2 separate regions of the Mus musculus genome follow, and region 1 is linked to region 2. The links are chromatin contacts, called in public HiChIP or PLAC-seq maps. All regions are on one chromosome and are shown on one strand. The core of a region is the stretch at or near the end of the contact, and the rest is flanking DNA. Distances in the headings are between cores, read along the strand shown.

Region 1 (7,724 bases), core at 698-3,197, 860 kb before region 2:
GATTGAGAAGTATTGGGGAGTGAACTGAAGGCCTTGCAGGTGCCAGGCAAGAGCTCTAACACTACAGATATAGCCATAGCCCCTGGATGGTTTCTGTTAGAAGATATGAACTAGCTAGCCTTCCCGAGAGTCGTTTACTTGGGGTATGATACACTCCATACCTTACTGTCTTAGCCTGGATGCTACAGAAGTGCTTTTCTTACTCAGCAAACAAAAGGAGAACAACATTTCTTCTTATCCTGGATGTTCTCTGACCTTAAAATGCAAGAAAGGGAGGTTGTTTGACGCACATTGTTTTTGACATGTGTTGTTATGATACATTCATTTTAGCAAAAATTTATAAAATGCTTTTTCTTTAGATTAAGAGGACAGTTAAGCAAGTAAGAATGGGCAGAGATGTGTCTGGAAGTTGTGACATCTCCAGAGTGTTTAGTGCTCCTTTGTGTAAATTGGGGAGTCTTAACTGTAACCTTTACAAGTAGTGCTTTACTTTCAGATTTTATGGGATTCATTGGTGAATAAAAGATGCTTGAATTTTATGTTTATTATTGAATAATTAAGTAAGAGAGCTTTCTGTTTTAATGGTCTGTCTCAGAAATGAGAGGGGTACGTGAATTAACAATTGATTCTGAATAATTTATGCAAAGGTGGCCTTTGTAGGAAATGTATTAACTAGGGATGCCTACCCAGGATTGTTTTAAAGTATTTCTTTCACTTTTTGGTACACACCTGTAGTCCTGGCACTTGGGAAGCTGAGGCTGAAGGAACAACTTGATCCTGGTACTTTGAAATCAAGCTAGACAACACAGTAAAATCTATCATATCTATTCTCAACACACAGGCACACAGGCACACAGGCACACACACACACACACACACACACACACACACACACACACACACACATACTCTACACCCTAGATCTCCCCCAATGCACATTCCAGAATTCAGTAATTTTAATGTAGGATGGCAGTCGATCTTTATATGCTAATTTATTTTTCTCTAATGTGGTGAAAGTAACAAAAGTATCTCCATAACAGATAGGCTTAGACTTAAGTCAAATAATGCAGTTTACTCTGCCAGGCGCATGGAGCCCAGGCATAGTTGTCTTCATTGTCATCGCGGTGGAATTCTGTTTTTGCAGTGTTCTGAAGGACTCTGAAGGATTCAATGATTTCCCTAATTTTAAGAGAGAGGAAAAACATTTTTGTAAGTGTCTTTGAGGATTTGAAACCAGAGTTTAGTCACAGTTTGTTATGTTTTTGTTCGTTTGTTTGTTTGTTTTGTTTTTAGTGGTGTTGAGACTATGAATAACACCAGCTTTCGGGAGAACCTCCAGGCTCTCTGGGATTTATTTTATTGTCACCAACTTCGGATTTTGTGTTACCCTTCTTCCTAAGATGGTTAAAGCCAGTAAATCATTTGAGGAGTCTCAGAAGATCATTGTGACAGCAGTTTTCATCAGCGTCAAGTGACCAGGGACTAATCAATAAAAGTTTTTTTTCCCCCTTGGCACGGTTAGTAATCATTTAGAAATGATTTTGATGGGATATATAAGTGAAAAGCATTCAAACAGATTAGGCCTGATACTAAATGAGAGAGAGTGAGTGTTGAAAATGTGGCATGTGGGGAGACCTTGAAAAGTTGTTAACTTGAGGAAGGGAAATATCAATATCTCTGTGGTCTTTTAGGAACAAAAAACATCTTTTGCTGAGAGCCTAGAGTTTGAGCCAAAATATAAAGTGACCTTGGAGGCTGGCTGGCTCACCTTCCAGTTTCCTAGGGAGAGTCAGTCACTGCCTCTGCCTGATCATGGCCAGCAGAGCATTTAGCAGTGGGAAGTAAGGAAATGATGGCCAGAGCGAGGAATGACTGTTGTTTCTCAGCAGCAGATAGGCACACAGCTCCTGGTGAAATGATTCAGCAGTTTAGAGCTGAGAGCTGAGAGACCTTGGTTAACACGCGGGGAGTCGGGGCCCAGGAGGGGCCGCTCTGATGGAATCCTTCTGGGGCCACTCTATTCCCTTTGCTCTGAATCACAAATGGCTGCTCTTGCCAGTGCTCACTCTGAATCCTACCCTCAGAGGTCCTGTGCTATTTGGAAGGTTTTAGACAGCAGCTGGTTGAAAATGTAGGCGCCTCGGTGTGGGAAGCGGAGAGGGCAGCGGTTGCTTCATCTGCCGCATCAGTATGAAAGGCACCTCCGTCGGTTAAAGCTGCTGAGGTTATTCGTTTCCACTTTCATTCCTGGACAAAAACAGGCCTCTTGTCTGGATCTTTTCTTTTTAATGATTTCCATGAAAAGGCTTTTATCCAGGCTCTGACATGACTGTCAGAATACACATTTCAATGTGAGAGTGCTTAAAAGGCTATTGATATTCCCCCGTGGAAAAGAAAAGTACTTAAAAAAAATCCATCTATCCTTATACAAGTTAACCCTATCACCTCCTTTCTTTTCTCTCCTCCCCTCTCTTCCTTCTCCCCCACCTTCTTCCTCATTCCCTTTCTTTTCTCATTCTCTTTCAGGTTAAAGCCACAGTCTTAGTCTGAGCCGTGCATGTCCCCCATCTCCCATGAGCTGTCACTTTGATACATTGATGGCTCTGATGAGTTTAGAATCGAGGATACTGAGTAAGGAGGAGATAAGCTTACTTTTACCTGATGTTACTGTTGAGCTTCCGCAAACAGGCTGTTGCTTTGGAATCTTAGGTTCATTTCTCTTTCCTCTGGGTGTATCTTGGCTATGTGAGCAGAGTAAATGGTCGGTATCTTAGAAATGCTAGAGACAACAGGAGTGGCATGAAGCCTTCATGAACTGAAGCAGTTTGCCATGAGCTTATGAGGTGTTAGTGGGGACTCAGGTTCAAGTTAGATTGCTATGCTATGTAATCAAAAGGGTTCTGAAGCAAGGAAGGAATTTGATAAGGTTTTGATTAATTTATAGGTGTGTGAACATGGCTTGTCAGCTTAGTAGATTTGCTATTGTGGTGGGAAAAGGTTGTATCTGCTAACTCCTCTCTCTTCATTGCTTTCTTGTTCCCTTAAGTGTGATGGTTTTACTCAAGGGGAAGAGCACAAGCAGTGACATCCGTGGCAGCAATGGAAGGAAGCTTTCAGGATGAGTGACACTGTTGGCCTTTGTTTCTCCACTGTGGTGGTGATGCTCCTGTCACTCCCCACCCTCCCCATTTACCTCCAGCTTTCAGCAGAATCTCGGAGTGATGGAGGTCATCAGAACAGCTTTCTCAGATTCCTTTTGTTTTTCTCAGCCTCCCTCCCTGTACTCACTCTCCCTTTCCTATTTCAGAGGAAGAAATATGTGGCTTGCTTAATGTAATTAATAGCTATAAACTTTAAAAACACTACTCTTGTTCTAGAATTTTCTAAAAATTTAGTTCCCTTAGTTTTATTCTTCTTGATTGGCCTTTAGACTTCTTCCTCAGGCCACACATAGTCTTATACTTTAAAATAAAAACAATAGAAATTATTAGCTTGGATATATTTTCTTATATGAAATTTTACCTTCATTAAAAAATTAGTTTTGGAGTTCTTTAGTTCTTTACTATTAGTACCTTTTGTTAGTACAGGTGGTCCCACCAGCCTGCTTTCAGGGACCTAGCAACTGCTTACATCATCATCTGCACAGTTTCCATATGTGCTCTCTGTTCTCTAGTCATACTTTCTCCTGACTTCCCCCATCTCCTGTGTGTGTGTGTGTGTGTGTGTGTGTGTGTGTGCGCACACGTGTGCATCTCAAATCTCAGTCTTCAGGTATGGTGAGCATATGCTGGCCTGTTGAGTTACATGCAGCCCTTACTTAGTGTAGTGTCTTACATTAGTGAGGCATAGTAGTTATAACTGGTAGTTATCACCAACTTAAGTTGATAATTTCTGTTAGAATGTACCTTGTCCAGTATTGGGGGTGTGGATCTGCTCAGTGCCATATGTCCATCATTGTAGCACTGTGAAGAATAGTTCACTTACTGAAATCTCGTGTTCTTTACTTGGGCATACTCATAACCTCTAATAACCAGTGTATTTGGCCTCTGTTGCTTTGCTTCTTCCAGATTGTCATATAGTGTGAAGCCCTTCACAGTTGCCCCGACTCAACAGTGTGCGTGTATGACTCCTCTGTGGCCCCCACTCAGCAGTGTGCGTGTATGACTCCTCTGTATTTGTTCTTGTTTGTTTGTCTTTATTTTGAAGAATAGTTTATTTCATGAATGTTCTGTAGTTTGTCATTTTGGTTGCTTCAGAGTTTTGGCAGAAAATATTAGAGGGACTGTAGACATTTGTGCACAGGAGTTTTGTATGTATTCATATTTCCAAATCATTTTAGTAAAAGCTTAATAGCTGTGTCTTAGGGTTTCATTGCTGTGAAGAGACACTATGACCATGACAATTCTTTATAAAGGAAAACAGTTTAATTGAGGCATACAGTTTTAATGGTGTATTCCATTATCATGGCAGGAAACATGTTAGCATTCAGATAGTTATGGTGCTGGAGAAGGAGTTGAGAGTTCTACATCTTGATCTGCAAGCAGCATAGTCTCACTCTGGGCATAGCCTGAGCATCTATGACCTCAAATCTTACCTCCAGTGACACACTTCCTCCAACAAGGCCACACCTACACCAACAAGGCTACACCTTCTAATAGTGCCCCTCACTAGGGCCACACATTCGAACATATGAGTCTGTGGGGGCCTTACCCACTCAAACCACTACAGCACAATTGTTGAGTACACTTGGGCCATATTTAACTTTGTACAAGCCCGCCAGCCTTCTCACAGGTGGCTATATTGAGTCATACGCATACCTACAGTGTGCCAGCTCCTTGTACGACATCAGCAGCAGCATTTTCCTGTCATCACTGGCTTTTTGGATTTCAGTCATAAAGGTTTGGAATACCTCCTTTCTGTTTTAACTAGTGATTCCATTATGACTCATGGTTCTGCCTTCTTTTCTTCAGTTGCCATTTATCTTCTCTTATGTGATGTTTGTTCAGGTCTTTTGTCCGTTTTGTAAGGGTACTGTTCCTTTGTACTGTTTTGTTCTACACCCAGGGTGTGGGTTGTCTTTTAATTCTCTCAACAGTGTCTTTTAAAGAAAAGATTTCATTGATTTTAATAAATTCCAATCTAGCACTTTTTTCTTTTTCTCTTAACCTTTTTTTTTCATGCTTTTTGTGGTAGTCCTAAAAATGTTACTGAATCAAGGCTACCCAGATTTTCTATATTATCTTTTAAAATTTGGTTTCATATATAGGCTTGGAATCCATTTAAGTTGATCATTTTTGTGAATGACATTAAATTTGCATATTGATACATTTTATTGTGTAGCTGTCTATTAATACTATTGAAATCATTCTACTTTTTCTATTGAACTATCTTAATTTTCCTTTCAAAGATTAGCTGATTATATGTATAGAGTCTGATTATAGATTCCTGTCTGTCTTTCTGTCTGTTGATGACCCCCCATCCCATATTGACTTGATTACTATAGCTTTAGTGTAAGCCCTAGAGCTGAGCATCCTTCTCTCCTCACTCCTGTCTCTTACCCCTTCTGTATTTCATTGACTATTACATGCCATTTTTTCTTTTCATGGAAGCGTTGAGATCAACTTGTCATTGTTCACTGAATAAACTTAAAATATATCTCCATTTACATATATTTTTCTTGATATCTTTCATGGGAGTTTTTATGTTTTTGTCTTTTTTCTTTTTTGTGATTGGATATTTTCTTTATTTACATTTCAAATGTTTTCCCTTTTTCAAGTCTCCCATTTGGAAACCCCTATCCCATCCCCACTCCCCCTGCCTCTAGGAGGGTGCTAGGGCATCAGGCACCCTCAGGCCCAAGGGCCTCTCCTTCATGGAAGGCTTTTTTCTTTTTTAAGATTTATTTATTTTATATATGTGAGTACACTGTAGCTGTCTTCAGACACACCAGAAGAGGGCATCAGATCCCATTACATACGGTTGTGAGCCACCACATGGTTGCTGGGAATTGAACTCAGGACCTCTGGAAGAGCAGTCAGTGCTTTTAACTGCTGAGGCATCTCTCCAGGCTCTCATGGGAGTTTTGTATCATTGATCTTATACCTCTCTTTTAGATTTGTAACTAATTTGTAATTAATTAATTAATTGTGTCATGTTTATGTGTATCATGTGCTTACATTTGTGTGTGCATAAGTGTGCACATGGGTATAGAGGAGAGAGGTTGATGTTTAGTGTTCTTCTTGATTGCTCCTCACTTTATTTATTGAGACAGTGCCTTTTGCTGACATTAGAGCTTGCTGATTATACCAGCTTGCTGCAGCAAGCCTCCCCACCTCCCAGTCCTGGAAATTACAGGCTGATTTTCATGTAGGACTTTTATGTAGGTGTTGGGGATTCAAACTCTGGTTCTCATGTTCCTATGCTAGCAGGTACTTAACCCATTTAGCCATTTCTCTAGCCTCTAACAGAAATGACAACAAACCAAAACACTTTTGTTTATTCTTTGGAAATTTTTACATGCTTATTGGCTGTATATGTTTGTTCTTCCTCTGTACTGTTATATTTTCTCTGTATACATGCCTGTCTGTCACAACGGCACATAGTATATAGTCTTCTGGACTTTTACAGTGAGTTTCAAAATCAAGTTGTGTAGAAACTCCTGCTTTATTCTTGTGCAAAATTGTTTGTTTGTTTAACACATCTTGCATCTCTATACATTTTAAAATGAACTTTCCAGTTTCTGCAGAAGTGTTGCTGGGTCTCAGGTCCTCATGTTTGTACTGCAAGCATTCCTATCTATGGAATTCTCTCTCCAGCCCCTAGTTTTAATTTTTGGAGGGATGGGTTTGCTATATAGTCTAGGATATTCTTGGATTCTTCCTGGTCAGATTAAGATTATTCTTAAACTCTCTGTCCTCCTGTTTCAGCTTTCTAAGTGCTAGAATTACAGGGGTGTACCATAACACCTGACTTATTAATCCAAAGGGTTTTAAGGCATGCTGTGCCAGGATCTAGGAGTAAAACACTATAATAAAAGACAACACTGTTACTTCTATCATTCAGGAAGTTACAAGGGATATAAAAATTTTGTGTCAGCTGCTAATGAGGATGACCAAGTAGGTAGGGTTTTGTTTGTTTGCTTGTTTTTAAAAATCATAACATAGTAGCATTTCAAAATTGTGTTTAGGATCCTTTTAAAAATCTAAGATTATGGTGTATATTCTTGAGAAAGTAGCATTTTAAGTATATGTTTTGCAGTTCTTGGAATTGAATATAGGCTCTTACATATGCTATACTACTGAGATATATCCCCAGCTCTCATGTTTATTTTTCTGAGGATTGATTCAACAGAAGGATGCTGGAGGGCGCTAGGTCTTTATGACCAACCTAGCATCAGCCCTTCATGGTCCAGACTTGTCCTGCTCGTCCTTTCAGTTGCTCTTACCTCTCTCCCAAACCAGGGCTCTGCCAAATTCATTCCTGTTTGTCATAACTTGATTTTTTTGTTTGTTTTTTAGTTTTTTTGTTGTTCCAAAAAGAGACATTTAGCCACTCCTTATCTTGTCAAATAAGCTACAAATGAAAAAAGGCAGAAAGAAAAAGAGAAAAAGAAAGTCTGTCAACACACGTCCTTTTTTCTCATGCATCAGGCATTTTTGAACCTTCCCTGGTGAGTTTTCACCATCTTCTAAATTTTGTCTGGTACCTTAAAGATTACAGATATT
Region 2 (6,726 bases), core at 3,588-6,087:
CTAGCAGAAGCTTAAAGCGGGCACAGGACATAGCCTACTTAGCCTGTCTGCACACTTCATGTATGATCATCCCTGTGCCCAGAATGACCAGCCCAAAGCCACACAGCTATTCAGTGTCAAAGGCAAGAGATAAACTCCCATTCCCTAACTTTGGCTCAAAATTCTTTTCAGGGGTTGGAGGTGGGGTATGGTGAGTAGCTCTTTTGTAACATTGTATCACCACTTAGGGAAGCACCAAGCCTCAGGTCTCATGCTAATCTCCAGAGCTAGGAAATGGAGAATAGAGGTTGGACCCTGCCCTTCCCAAATATCTGGGATTTGGGGAACCTAATGGGAGCCATCTCCACCTCTCCTTTCCTACCCACCCACAACCTCTGTCTCCATGCTGGCCATCTTCCAAGGACCATGCCCTATGAAAGGGTGGGTGGGCTCCTCACCAGGCACCAGATCCATGTCAGGCAGTGTCGGGGAGGGTGCTAGAGAAGCAGGTGGTGGGAACAGGGGCACAGCTCCTGGGGGTGGCGTGTAGGACACCTGCAGGACCAGAGAGGCCTAGAAGAGATGAGTCGGCAACAGGTAAGTATAAAGGAGAAACGACACCCTCCCTCCGGTGTCCTTTCTAGTCTCCCATCCTCTCTAAGCCATTGGCTCTGACAGGGTCGGGACTGCAGGAGGTTGTAGGGAAGCCACCCAGGAACCTGTAAGCACAGCCAGGTAAGGCTGCCTGGGGTCACACTTCACCTCCTCCCTGGCAACTCCACTTTCCAGAGCAAAAGGTGGATCTGAGTCCAAGGGAAGCCAGACGCTCACAGGACTCCACCCTGGCAGCTTGAGGCCATCAGAGGCCCGTCTGAGTCTCTCCCAGGGTCAAAGGAAAACTTTTTTGGAAAAGCCCAGGTAAAAGCAGGGTGTGGTGGTTAGACACCTGCAGTACCAGGACTTGGGAGGTGGAGCTGGAGAGCCAGGGAGTTCAGGGTCATCCTCGCCTATACAAGGAGTTCAAGCCCAGCCTGTATATACAAGAACGTATCTCTCACCTTCCACCCACCCCAGATCCAAACAATAAGTGCTCAACTTAAGAACATGTAAAACCTCTCTCCAAGGCATCACCTAGGAGACAAGCCTTAAGCGTTCCTGGGAGTGGCCTTTACCACTCAGGGCGTGTCTGAGAGGGACTCTGCTGATTGGGTTGATTCAGGTGCAAAGATGCACACGAGAAGTGGACTGCACCATTCCCTGGGGCTGGGTCCAAGAAAGAAAGAAAAAAGCTAGCTGAGACCTGTATTCATCCATCTCTGCTTGCTGTTGTGGGTTAGGTGTGACCAGCAGCTTGGAGCTCCTGCAGCCTTGACCTTCTTGCCATGAGGGACTGCATCTTTAACTGTGAGCTCAAGCAAACCCTTCTGCCCTTAAATTGCTTTTGTCAGAGTCTTTTATCACAGCACCAGAAAAAGAAACTAAGACAACTCTAGGAGGGAAAATAATGCAACAGAAGTTGTCAGTGTCCTTCCGTTCTTCTATGTGGATATAATCCCCTCTATCTTCCTAAGAAAGGTACACACACACACACACACACACACACACACACACACACCTCAGTGCCACAGTGGGAACCGAGCTTCCAGCACAAGACCAAGACCCTGCAGGTCCCAAGCAAAGCTGGGGAAAGGGAGCACGCTGGGGTCGGTGGTGTCCATAGAAACCAGCTGCTCTTCTCGGTTGTCTCCTTTGTTGTTCCTTTTTAAAATTTTTATATATACAGCTGTTTTGCCTGTGTGTGTGTCTGTGCACTCTGGATGTTCAGTGCTCACACTGGGACTGTAACTCCCTGGGACTGGAGTTACTGATAGTTGTGAGTTGCCATGTCAGTAGTGGGAATCAAACCTAGGTTCCCTGGAAGAGCAGACAGTGCTCTTAACCACTTGGCCATCTTTCCAGCCCCCCCCCCCACCTCCATCTTTTAAACAAGTAGTCAGCTCTGTATTAGACAGAAAGCATTTTCCACAATTTTGACAAATCCTTTACAAATATTTGCCACCGTAATCTTCATCTGAGCAACCTAGCAGGGAATACTAGCCATAATAGCAGAGACATTAGTAATAAGGAGGACACGCAGACTCCCAGGGCAAACCCTGCCCTGAGGTTGAGAAGATGCCAGCTACCACTGTATCTCAGGCTTGCATCCTCCAGACTGGGGACCAAGGAGGGAAAACAGACTAACAAAGGCAGGACCAGCAACAATTCAGGCTCAGAACACTGAGAAAGGAACCCAGAGGCGACCCCAGCACCCCTTTAATACCACATTCAAGGCTTGGATGTAACTGGCCCTGCATGGTTAGAAGCTACCACCAGGTGTCGCCACGTGAGCAGCGAGTATTAATAGACCCCAGTGCCCTCCTTCCTATGACTGATGAACCACTGGGGCTCTTTGGAGAAATAAGTAATTGTACAAGATAATCCTAGACTATCTTTTTGTTCCAGGAAGGTCTCAATAAACTACAGAAACACATCGAAGGGACAGTAAGGAGCTGGGGAAAGTGGCTCAGAGGTTAAGAGCCCTTGCTGGTCTTCCAGAAGACTAAGGTCCAGGTCCCAATAACATGCATGAAACCCTGGGTTCAATCCCAGCATCACGTAAAGCAGGTCTGGTGCACACACCTATATTACCACTGCATCGGTGGGGTGGAGGCAACAAACCCCTGAAGCCCATTCGTCAGCCAGCCACATCCATGATCTCCAGATTCAGCCAGAGACCCTGACTCGAAAGATCAGATAGAGAGTGAAGGACCTCAACCTTTGGCCTCCATTGCTGTGTGCACACACATAAGAATAACACACACAACTGACGAGCCTCGAGGAGGTCTGTGCGTCGGATGAGCTCTACGTCGATATGGCTTTCATCTCTTTGAAAGAGATGCTACGGAGAAGGCCTTTCACTCAAAATACACACTCCGGCATCAAGGGAGATGGCTAGGCGGTGGTGACGTGGTCTCAAGTGACCCAGGACACAGAGTGGTTTGGACTCCTCTTAGAAGGTTCTCTCTCCCACTCTCTGACAGAATCTCTCACTATGCTCCTCTGTATTCTGTGCTGGCCTTGGTTTCACTAAGTCTTCTAGGCTGGCCTCCAATTCATAGAGTCATCCTGCTTCAGGCTTCCCAGTGCTGGAATTACAGGCATAAACCATCAAACCAGCTTCTTTGGTGCTGGTGGTGGTGGTGGTGGTGGTGGTGGTGGTGGTGGTGTGTGTGTGTGTGTGTGTATGTGTGTGTGTGTGTGTGTGTGAAGGTCAAAGTCATTCTAAGGTACCATGCCTCCCTCAGGATCCATCAATCTTGTTTCTCTCATTGGCCTGGGGTTCACCCATTAGGCTCAGCCAACTGCTCAGTGAGCTCCAGGGATCCACCTGGCTCCACCTTCCCCAGGCTGAAATTACTGTCCCACCACACCTATCTCATTCAAAGTTGGTTTGGGGATTGGAACTCAGGACCTCGAGATTGCAAGGCAAGCTGACTGTGGCAGCTCCCCAGCCCTGCTTCTACACTTAAACCATTTCAAAATAAAAGATCTGAGCCAGACACTTAAACCACTTCAAAATAAAAGATCTGAGTCAGCCAGTGGTGTCCCCCAGAAGCAAAGGGCTTCTGCTCAGCAGCACAGGTCCTAGCAGGAACCCCCAGCTCAGAGGTTCTTCCCACCTGCCTGTGCTGTACCAGGACGGCAGGGGGATACAAGTAAGAGAGGTGGAAGTCTGCTCCTGGACCTTCTCCAGGGAGTGAGGACTGCATCCCAGGCCGCAAGGTGAGCTGCTAACCTCTCCTTACCACTCGTGCCTCTCCCCACCTCTGTGCAGACTTAGCAGGTGGCTCACTGAGCAGGGCCCAGCCCTTCTCTCCCATTCACCACATCCTGGCTTTCATGTATTCAACTTAGAGTCATTGTGAAGGATGGTCAGGCTCCACAGGCAGCCTGGGGTCTGGGGACAATGGAGAGGAGGCTGCAGGTTCTCAGCTTGAGTATGAAGTGCAAACAGAATATGAAAGCCAGGCCAAGGGCAGGGATTGCAGATCATTTCCAGCCTTCCTCAGTATGCAGTTTGCAGAAACCAGGCTGAAAGGTTCCATCCCAGAGCACAGTGAGTTTGGAGGGAGTAAGTGTGGAAAACATCAGTGTCTTAGGTTTGGAGTAAAGGAGCGGAGATCTTGGCAGGAAGGTAAGAGCCTTTGGTTGAAGGCTACAGGGAGGAAGCTGCTTCAACCTAGAGGGTAACAGGAAAGCACCAGACAGGTCTCTTGACTCCAAGGGCTGCTCTTGACAGAAACCTTGATATCTCTAGCTGCTCGGTGCACCAGGCTGCAGAAACAGCTAGGAGTCTCCTCAGGGTCCAAGAAGAGTCAGCTTCAAATGCCACTGGAGGCTTCCTAGACTAATGTAGCTGACTGCAGAGCTCAAAGAGAAGGCAACAGGTGACACCGGAAGTGACTGAGACCGTTTCAGAAAACACTGCGTGAAAGCAACCCCAGTGGCTCTCTTTTCCCAGTAAGAACCCAGTATGGTCTCATTCAGCCCAGCCCAAATTAGTCCCAACTCGACTTTCCTAACCAGTCAAAGGTTCAAATACATACATACATGCACGCACGCATGCACACACACACACACACACACACACACACACACACACACACACACACACACACATGCACGCACGCACAGCCTGTCTATGAGGACTGACAGCCCACAACCCTGCAGGCTTCACTGGGAAGTATGTCGGGTTCAGCAGTAGCATCCTGTCATGTAGACAGACCCAGAATCCTAGTGAACAGGAAGAAAGAACCCTGAAGGGTATATTTAGACCACTAAAAATAACAGGAGGCCAGCAAGGAGGACTGGGAATGGTTTGTGCAGACTAGGAGAGAATGGGAAAGCTGGGGGAGGGGCTAGACCGACAAGAGAGGAAAAGGAAGGGGTCTTGACTGGCCCCAGGTGGGCAGGGGAGAGTTGTCTGCCTCCCTCCCCTGGTGACCTGTGACCCAGATGACTCAGATATTCCCTATCTGGAGAATGGAGCTGGCAATGATTCTGGGCAGTCTGCCAGGCAGGCTAAGGAAGCCACTCAAGGCTGACTAGAACACAGGACAGGAGGTGACGGAGTAGGCTAGACTCAGAAGTAGCCAAGTAGGGGCGTGGCAGGCTTCGTTGAGCCTTGCAGGTCCCAACCATGAATCTTTTCTAGCACCCTAACCTATAGCCAAGGAGAGCCATGCTTGGCTCCCAGGAGCTGGCCTCTGGCATAAGACACAGGGCCCCAAACAAAAGCTGGCTATGGACAGAGACATGCAGACATTTACCCCCGTGGGTTGCTGCTTGGCGTCTAGCAGAGGTGCGTTGAAGCTGGCAGAGAGGCTGGGGGTGGCAAGGACCTCCTGGAGTGGGATCTTGGCTTCCCCCAGGAACCTGGGAAGACAAAGAAGTCCAAGGGTGAGAACCAGCCTAATGTGCCTGGCTCGTCTCTTACCTCCTCCACCGCCTAGTTCTTTCGGAGTCCTTTAAGGTTTCTCTGTACCCACGGTACCATGAGTGCCATGTAGCATGTAAGATGGTTCCTGTGGTAACATGTACCCATGTGAGATGCTCTCATGATAGCATGTACCCATGTAAGATGGTTCCCATGGTAACATGTACTCATGTGAGATGGTCCCTTGGTAGCATATACCCATGTAAGATAGTTCCTATGGTACCATCTTAAGGAGAAGAGAGAGATCAGAGACGCCTGCCCTTCCCTTCCCCAAGCTCAACCTTAACCTCTTTCTGTCTGGCCTTAGAAGCCTAGCCATGCTATTGCCGTGGGTAGGGGCAGATTCTCACCAGACAGATTACTTATTTACTTATTTGTTTACTTACTTACTTAGAGACAGGATCACATGTAGCCCAGGCTGACCTCAAACTGGCTCTGTAGCTGAGAATGATCCTGATCTTCTGACTCTCCTGCCTTTATCTCCCAAGTGCTGGGATTGCAGGTGCTCCCCACCACACCCTGTTTATACAGTGCTGGCGATCAAGCCCAGGGCTTCACGCATGCTTTGCAAAGCACTCTCTCAACTGAGCCACACCCCTAGTGCTGCCATCAGATCTTAATGAACCGGGCCAGCATCACCATGGGACAGAGGCAGTTTTCCCAGTTCACACCTTTGATGCCCCCATGCCTCAGCTGGCTGAACCCACCACCCAGTCTGTCTACGCCAGTTTCCCAGGAAGCACAGCCCCAATTAACAAATCAGAAGCAAGACACCTTCCTGTCTTCATACCCAGGGAGAAAACGTGTTGGTCTAGGAGACAGACCCCTTCACCAGACGTCCAGCACACATACATGAGACCACACTTGTCACCGGCAAGAGACGAGGTCTTGGGAAAGTGGCCCACTGGCTGGCTGGCCGAGGAAGGCCTTTCAAAGAATCTAGAGGAATAAGTCCTGTTCTGTGGGTCCTAAACCACACACGATTCACTCTGTGCCTCTGCGGTGGCAGCAAGTGGCCTGTGTCACCAAAAACCTGTCATCAGAGTCTGCTTCAGCCTCTGCTTGCTCCCTGGGAGCCAAACTACGGATAGCCATCAGGGCACAAATCCTCATCAGTCCTGGGGACAGCTATGGGGACATATCCGGCATTGCTTTTTCTTATTTCTCCTAATGAATAAAGCTAGCCCAGTATCAGAGACCATCCTTGCCCT

The links. HiChIP or PLAC-seq counts read pairs in DNA pulled down with a chosen protein or histone mark.
Region 1: an H3K27ac HiChIP or PLAC-seq map of embryonic stem cells shows a contact between it and region 2, with 6 times the contacts expected there. The contact joins two enhancer-like sites. A contact is called at or near these places in 2 of 484 Hi-C or Micro-C datasets (the NIH/3T3 cell line and bone marrow-derived macrophages) and 2 of 115 datasets of contacts at active chromatin or transcription factors (the NIH/3T3 cell line and embryonic stem cells).

The regions. Positions count from the first base shown.
Region 1 is chr6:84,918,249-84,925,972 of GRCm38.p6, reverse strand. All of the region lies in intron 6 of Exoc6b (exocyst complex component 6B), which reads left to right. Among named protein-coding and RNA genes, the nearest start is that of Exoc6b, 150 kb to the left of the region's middle. Within about 2 kb of position 1,947, at least 99 of the 459 cell types and tissues checked have an H3K27ac peak or open chromatin away from gene starts, as enhancers often do. A contact at or near this core is called in embryonic stem cells, where this site is marked.
Region 2 is chr6:84,057,147-84,063,872 of GRCm38.p6, reverse strand. Dysf (dysferlin) reads right to left here. Exons shown (of 55, transcript NM_021469.3): 4 at 5,349-5,454; 5 at 438-552. Among named protein-coding and RNA genes, the nearest start is that of Dysf, 41 kb to the right of the region's middle. Within about 2 kb of position 4,837, at least 26 of the 459 cell types and tissues checked have an H3K27ac peak or open chromatin away from gene starts, as enhancers often do. A contact at or near this core is called in embryonic stem cells, where this site is marked.